Regions from separate parts of the Mus musculus genome. Here region 2 is linked to region 1. A link is a contact called in public promoter capture Hi-C data. All regions are on one chromosome and are shown on one strand. Each heading gives the region's core, a stretch centred on a gene start, on an enhancer-like site or on the middle of the called end of the contact. The rest is flanking DNA. Distances are from core to core; before and after follow the strand shown.

Evidence for each region. Promoter capture Hi-C pulls out the DNA fragments that hold promoters and counts their contacts.
Region 2: a contact with region 1 is called in a promoter capture Hi-C map of embryonic stem cells, with 2.4 times the contacts expected there. The contact joins the promoter of Dcaf10 here to the promoter of Melk in region 1. A contact is called at or near these places in 1 of 39 promoter capture datasets (embryonic stem cells) and 1 of 115 datasets of contacts at active chromatin or transcription factors (large pre-B cells).

The regions. Positions count from the first base shown.
Region 1 is chr4:44,298,981-44,302,460 of GRCm38.p6, reverse strand. It overlaps Melk (maternal embryonic leucine zipper kinase), which reads right to left and starts at 1,544. Exons shown (of 18, transcript NM_010790.2): 1 at 1,389-1,544.
Region 2 is chr4:45,340,165-45,343,538 of GRCm38.p6, reverse strand. It overlaps Dcaf10 (DDB1 and CUL4 associated factor 10), which reads right to left and starts at 1,438. Exons shown (of 7, transcript NM_153167.2): 1 at 812-1,438. The coding sequence starts at 1,371.

The DNA of each region.
Region 1 (3,480 bases), core at 295-2,794:
ACAGAAAGCAAAAATATGATATCTCAGAACTCCTCTAGTTGGTGAAGAAATGGGGTATATGCAATAGAGACACTTTTCTGAAAAAAATAAGAAATTAGCTAGATATTGGGAAATTTGTGATTCTATTAGATAACTGTGGTACATGCCTTTATACCAGCACTCAGGAACAGAGGCAGGTAGGTGCATCTCTGTGAGTTAGAGGCCAGCTTGGACTATACAGTGAGTCCTCATAAAAGGCAAACTGAGGGTATTTTGCTACCAGTATGGTGTTATTTGAGCCATGCTATCACTTACTACAAAACACATTAACTTGCCTCTCGTGCTCATTGACACTGATCTGGTCATTTCAGATGAGAGTGCAGAATGGCTTACAACCTGGCCTTAGAATACAGTTGAGTGGCGGCACCCTTCTGCTCCTTTGCGGAGATTTCTGAGAGCAGCAATAGAGGCATTCATTCCCAAAAGCATTTAGGGACTAACCTGTCCATCTAGTTGGTTCATAATAGATAAAAGGGACAGAGCCACTGTTTCCACGAAGGTGTTTAAGAAGAAACAGAAGCCAAAACATGAACAAAAGTTGGGACTAAATTCTCTAGCCAACGTTTCAGACCCCTCTGAAACCCTCTCTTCCTCCTCCTCCATTAACCACAGAAATCTACCTAAGGTGAGACTAGAACACTCACTACCTCACCTTAGTGTGAGCTCCTGCCTTGGGATGAGAAGCAGGGAACTGCTCCCCTCCACACCCTTCTTGGCAGGAGCCACCTGGCTCCTCCATTTACTGCTATAGCCTCTGGGCGTCCTTACAATACGAGTCTCGGGCCACTTGCTTTAGAGGTGCAAGGTGAGGAAGGATTTGGGCTCTACAAAGGGGTTACACACATTTCTCTTTTAACTGGAATACCCCAGAAAACTGAGTTGAAAAGTGTAAGTGCCTCAAAGCCCATCTCTGAATCGCTTTTGCAGACAGTCAAAAGCACTGAAACAGAACTGGAAATTCCCATTATGGGAGCCTCCGGGGCGTCAAATGCTCTGTCAAACTTTATCAATTACCCGCTGAGCGGGGAATGGGGAGTGGGGAGCGCTCACGCCTGTATCTCCTGCGCTCAGGAAGGTAAGGCAGGAGGATCCAGAATTCAAGGACCACTTTGGCTACAAAGTGAGTTCGAGACCAGTGAGTTCAAGACGCAAGATACATCTCAGAACCCGAGACAAAAAAAAAAAAAAAAAAAAAAAAAAACTACCATCCACCATCTGTGAAAGCCAGGGTCGAAAAACCTAGACGTTCTCACAGAGAACAGTGCTGATGGGTGGAACCCCAGGGAAACTCCGTCTCCCGGCCACGCCCCACGAGGCCCAGAGTGCGGCCCGAGGACGGAAGAACTGACCTGAAGGGCAGCGGGCCCAGCAAGGACCGAACAGGACCGAACAGGACAGAAGGTGAAGCAGCCGGCTGCAGAGTCTAGCAAAGCCGGAACAAGTCGGTGGGAATTTCTGCAGGATTCAAGTTCCAGCAGCTTCCGCCCGCCAAAGGAATCAAACCTCGCGGGCCGGAAGAGGCGGGGCCCAAGGGAGCCCAGTCCCAGGGAGGTGGGGCGGGGCCGGGAGAAAACTGGGCGGAGCGATGGTGGGGCGGGGCGAGATAGGCTCAAACTTTTGATGGGATACTAAATGTGTAGGATGTCAAATGCTCAGGATCGGTGATGGTGAAGACTTTAAGATACTGACTTAAGCCTCAGTACATGGGAACGCCAGGGCCAAGAAGTGCGAGTGGGAGGGTAGGGGAGTTGTGGGGGGGGGAGGGTATGGGGACTTTTGGGATAGCATTGGAAATGTAAATGAAGAAAATACCTAATTTAAAAAAAAAAAAAAGATACTGACTGAAGACTTAAGGCCTTGCCTCCTTCTTTCTTTTTTTTTAAGAATATTTTTATTTTTTTAAAAATACCATTATTCTTCGACACTTTCATACACGTATACAATGTATGTTGATCATATCCACTTTATTCTCCCTTCTTGCTCCCCACACCACCCAAAACCCTCTCTCATCTTCACTTCCTTTTTTTTTTTTAATAGTTTGCCTTTACTAACTGCAGTGTGCATATCTCATAGGGACAAGGAAATTTTTTCCAGAAGACATTGACTTGCTAAGTTTTCATATTTTAATCCCAGCACTTTGGAGGCAGAGGCAGGCAGATTTCTGAGTTCGAGGCCAGCCTAGTCTACAGAGTGAGTTCCAGGACAGCCAGGACTACACAGAGAAACCCTGTCTCGAAAAACAAAAACAAAACAAAAAAAAAAAGTTTTCATATAATTAAGTTTTTTATGTTCTTAATTTTTCATTACATTCATTTATTCGAGTGCGTGCTTGTGGGAAGGGGGGCACGTGTCACTTCACACCTGTGGCAGTTAGAGGACAACTTTCAAGAGTTGGTTCTCTCTTGCCACCTAATGGGTCTAACTAATCAAGTCAAGCTGTCAACTTGGTACCAATTGCCATTACCCATTGACCCCTCTTTCCCCTGATCTTTTTCCCCCTTCTGGTTCATGGGAGGGCTCTCCCTGGCCTTGGCTATTCTAAGCAAGAGCTCTAACATTGTGCCACTTTTCCCTGTGCATCTCATAATTCTTACTAAAATCTGTTGCTATAAGTTATAAAACCTTAGGAACTAAATTAACTACCCATCAAGATGCTAGCAATGTGGCTCATGGGTAAAGATACTTGCCACCAGCCCTGAAAACCTAAATTCAATCCCCAGAAATCTGACTTCCTCATTTACCCCTCCCTGCAAACAAATACAGAAATGATTTTTGGAAAAAAAGAAAAAGAAAAAAGAAAGAAAGAAAAATTCAATGCGCCATAAACACCCAGTATGCCAATAGAAGTATTTTTCATCATAGCATCCCTATTATACCTAGTCATGAGCTTGGTCATTATAAAACTTACATAGGTTGCATGAGTTAAATTGTAGTGACAGCCCAAACCAGAAAAATATTAGAGCCGGGCGTGGTGGCACACACCTTTAATCCCATCGCTCAGGAGGCAGAGGCAGGCTGATTTCTGAGTTCGAGGCCGGCCTGGTCTACAAAGTGAGTTCCAGGACAGCCAGGGCTACACAGAGAAACCCTGTCTCGAAAAAAAACAAACAAACAAAAAGAAACCCTGTCTCAAAAAATATATATATTAGGAGTTACAACCATGGGGAAGAAAAAAATAAAGATGCATATGTATTTGCATCTTTATAATTATTTGACACTCAGCAGTTAATTCACATCTTCATGGACTGTCTGGTTTTGAAAGTAGCTACCAAAGAGACAGAGGGTACCAATGTACAGAGCTTTTTAGTGAGCCCTCCCCACAGATAATCATAAAGCAGAATACAACATGGGGCGTGCCCTAGTGCAATTTTGTTGAACCTGTATCAATGGACACATTTAGAGTCCCAATCTCTTTCATGAAGCCTGTCCAAGGGCAGGCTT
Region 2 (3,374 bases), core at 189-2,688, 1.0 Mb before region 1:
CACTGCTGTATTTTAAATCTAATACTTGTTTAATCTTTATGTAAATACCCATGAAAGATTCCAAATAGAGCTGAGTCCTCATCATTATGATTTAACTTAGTCGCTTCCCCCCCTTCAAGCCTATTTTCTTCTCCTTTTAATATAGTTTACCGGTTGTTTTATAATGTTTTAATATATATGTAGTCTTGATATATTGTGATAAGAATGTTATTATGTCATCTTACCGTGGAGCCACAAGCAGTATTTTAAACTTGTTGTTAAACTTGTGCACTCACAAGACAGAGTACTACTAAATTTCCCTGGGGTAGTCTGAAAATTCCCTATGGCTTGAAGTAAACCAAGAGCAATCATCTTAGCAGTCTAAGCATGCAGTCTATCCCACAAAATGGCCCAAACCCTGAGAAGCGGATTTCTGCAGTCTTAGTGTCTTTCTAAAGCCTTCATTTGTCTCCTTCGTGGCAGGATCTGGCACACGGTCCAAAGAGTCTGCAAGTTTTCTACCTTTCACATAAATTCAGATCAGAACAAAGCCAACTGAGGATCACAGGAAAACGACGAGCATTTCTTTAAAGCCTATTTGTTTTGGTGTACCAGAACGCCCTAGTTGTGTACTGGCTCCGACTGACCTGAAGCGACGGCTTAAAAGTAGTTCTCTTTCCCCGAGCCTCCAGGACCCCGAAGGGAAGCACTGGGCCTGCCTATCCCAACAGGCCAGGCCAGGGCTCATAGGTGACAAAGTACCGGGGGGCACGAAGGCCAGCGGCTGCGGCCAGCCTGAGCGGAGGGAGCCCGCTGGGGTGTAGGAGCTTACCCGTCCGGAGAGTACTCGAGGTTGAAGACAGCACCGTGGGTGCGGGTGCTGAGGTACACCGAGTCTGCGGGATGGATGGACCCATACAGGTTAGTCATCGTGCGGAAATTGTCCCGAGCCGGGTCCACGAACAGCCCGCGACCGAGGCTTCGCTCTCTCAGCCACCCGAACAGTCTGGCCCCGGGGCCGCCCAGGCCTGCGCCGAGGCCCTGCCGGCTCCGCCCGCCCGCCCTCCAGTCCGGCCTCGAGCGTCTGCGCGGCGAGGAGGAGGGTGACAGCTTTGCCTGCGACGCCGACGCGGTGGCGGCGGACAACTCCAGAGCTCCGGGAGCCGCGAACTCTCCGGCGCGCTCGGCTGGGGACACCGCGGGGCCGCCCGGGAGGCGAGGGCTCCCGGCGACCGGCGGGGGAGAGGCCGCGTCAGCTCCTCGCTGCGGAGACGCCGGTCGCGGAGCTGGAGAGGGCGGTCTGGAAGCTGCCGCCGGCCCTCCGAGAGGCGGCGGCTCCTCGGCTCCAGCCGTCTCGTCCCCGCCCGGGCTGTGGGGCCCGAAGGGAAACATGACCAACGCCCCCGCCCCCTATTCCGGGCCGCTGTCCCGCCGCCCGACAACTCAGCGCTCCCGCTCCAGCCGCCACTTCCGGGTGTCGCGCCCTAAAGCCGCCGGCTGGGAAACCCGCGCCGCCGCTAGGCTGCCCTCTGCCGGGGACGTAAAAGCAGGGACACCACCGCCGGGTGCGCCACAACCTAGGAGGACTGTGAAGTCAGGATCCACGAGCCCTGTGTGTGCAATGTAGGGCACACAGAACCCGACTACAACCAGCAGAGAGTCGGCCCTCAGCTGTCAGGGAGCACTGGCTGGCTGTGTGCCGGACCAGTCCTACCAGACTGGGTCGGATTATCTACTGTTGTCCTTACACTGAAATGGAGCAGCAAGAGGGGCTGGGGGAGGGGACGGTGATTACTGTATTATATGTAGGTCACACAGTAAAGCTCTTGGCACACTGCCTACTTACTCAGCCTAGAACTCTATAAAGATTCAAGAGCAGTCGAATTTAAAAAGCATTGGACTGTACAGGGCCTAGACTAAAGGAATCTATTGATGTCATACATATCTGCCCAAATCTTGGTTGCTGCACAGTAAGGGAAATCTTTATCAGGGTTAGAGCCTTCTTCTCTTCCCCGCAAAAAGAACATACGTGCAGCTAGGAGTAAATGAGGGGAGCTAGAGATCAATCAATTCAAATCCACAAAGCCAGAGCCCACTGTCCGTCATACTCATACTACATCTGCCAAGCACTGCCCGGGCCTTGACGATATTCCCCTGTCTCCGCCCCTGCTGCCCCTGATGATATTCCCCTGTCTCCGCTCCTGCTGCCCCTGACGATATTCCTCTCTGCTCCAGCTGCTGAGTACCTCTTTTCAGGGAACTCATTAACAGGGAATAGAGGTTTCCAGTGCAGGGAAGTTTAGTCCTCAAAAAGGATAGCCCGAGGTAAAAGGAAAGGCAGATAGATAACAAACAAAACAAAATAAACCCCAACCAATTCTGTAGGTCTGTAGCGTTGTAGGGAGTTTACGTTTTAGTGACTGTGATATAAACCTGGAGGATGTGCCAACCCGTGAAGACAGACCTGGAAGATGTCTGCAGAAAGGGACTTAGATATTCAATGGTTGAACTTTAGACAGAAAATCAAGAAATCATCATTCGGTCTGAATTGGCTCCACATAATCAGATTTCACAGTGCAGGGCATTCCCCATGAAAAGCATACTAAGGTCCCAAAGGCATTGAAGAGCTGTTCACTGGGCTGAGGATGTGGTTCAGCGGTGGAACGTTTATCTAACGTGTGTGAAGCCCTAACTTCAACCCCTAGTACCGTAGAAAAGAAGAAGAAAAAACTAACCATGTTCACTGACAATTTAGAGAATCTAAGGAAAGAAAATTGGAATAAACAAGAGTTTATAAGTTTACATGTTCTCTGTTCATGTCATAATGACTCTCAAAAAGTTAAATTGTGAATAAGCTCAAGGCAATGGTGGTTATAGCACAGAATAAGTAAGTTAGTAATATGTGGTTTTAAAAATGCTTGTATTTAATATGTGAATATTCATTTATTCCAGATATTTTTACTGAAACCTAAAATAAGAGCATATTACATTAAAACTATGACCCTAGGGCTGGAGAGATGGCTCAGAGGTTAAGAGCACTGACTGCTCTTCCAGAGGACCAGGGTTCAATTCCCAACAACCACACGGTGGCTTCACAACCATCTATAATGGGATCTGATGCTCTCTTGTGGTGTGTGTCTGAAGACAGCGACAGTGTACTTGTATAAATAAAAATCAAACTTAAAAAAAAAAAAGACCATGATTCTATAATATCAGTAAAAATAAAACCTGAGAGAGCACTAAAAATCGCACTCAAATTCAGCTGTGCCTCTTCCTGTTGGCATGCTGCCTTTAGGGGCCAGAGAGATGGCTTAGCGGCTAAGAGCACTGACAGAGGACCTTTGAGAGTTTGTACACAGCAGGCGGTGGTGGCGCACGCCTTTAATCCCAGCACT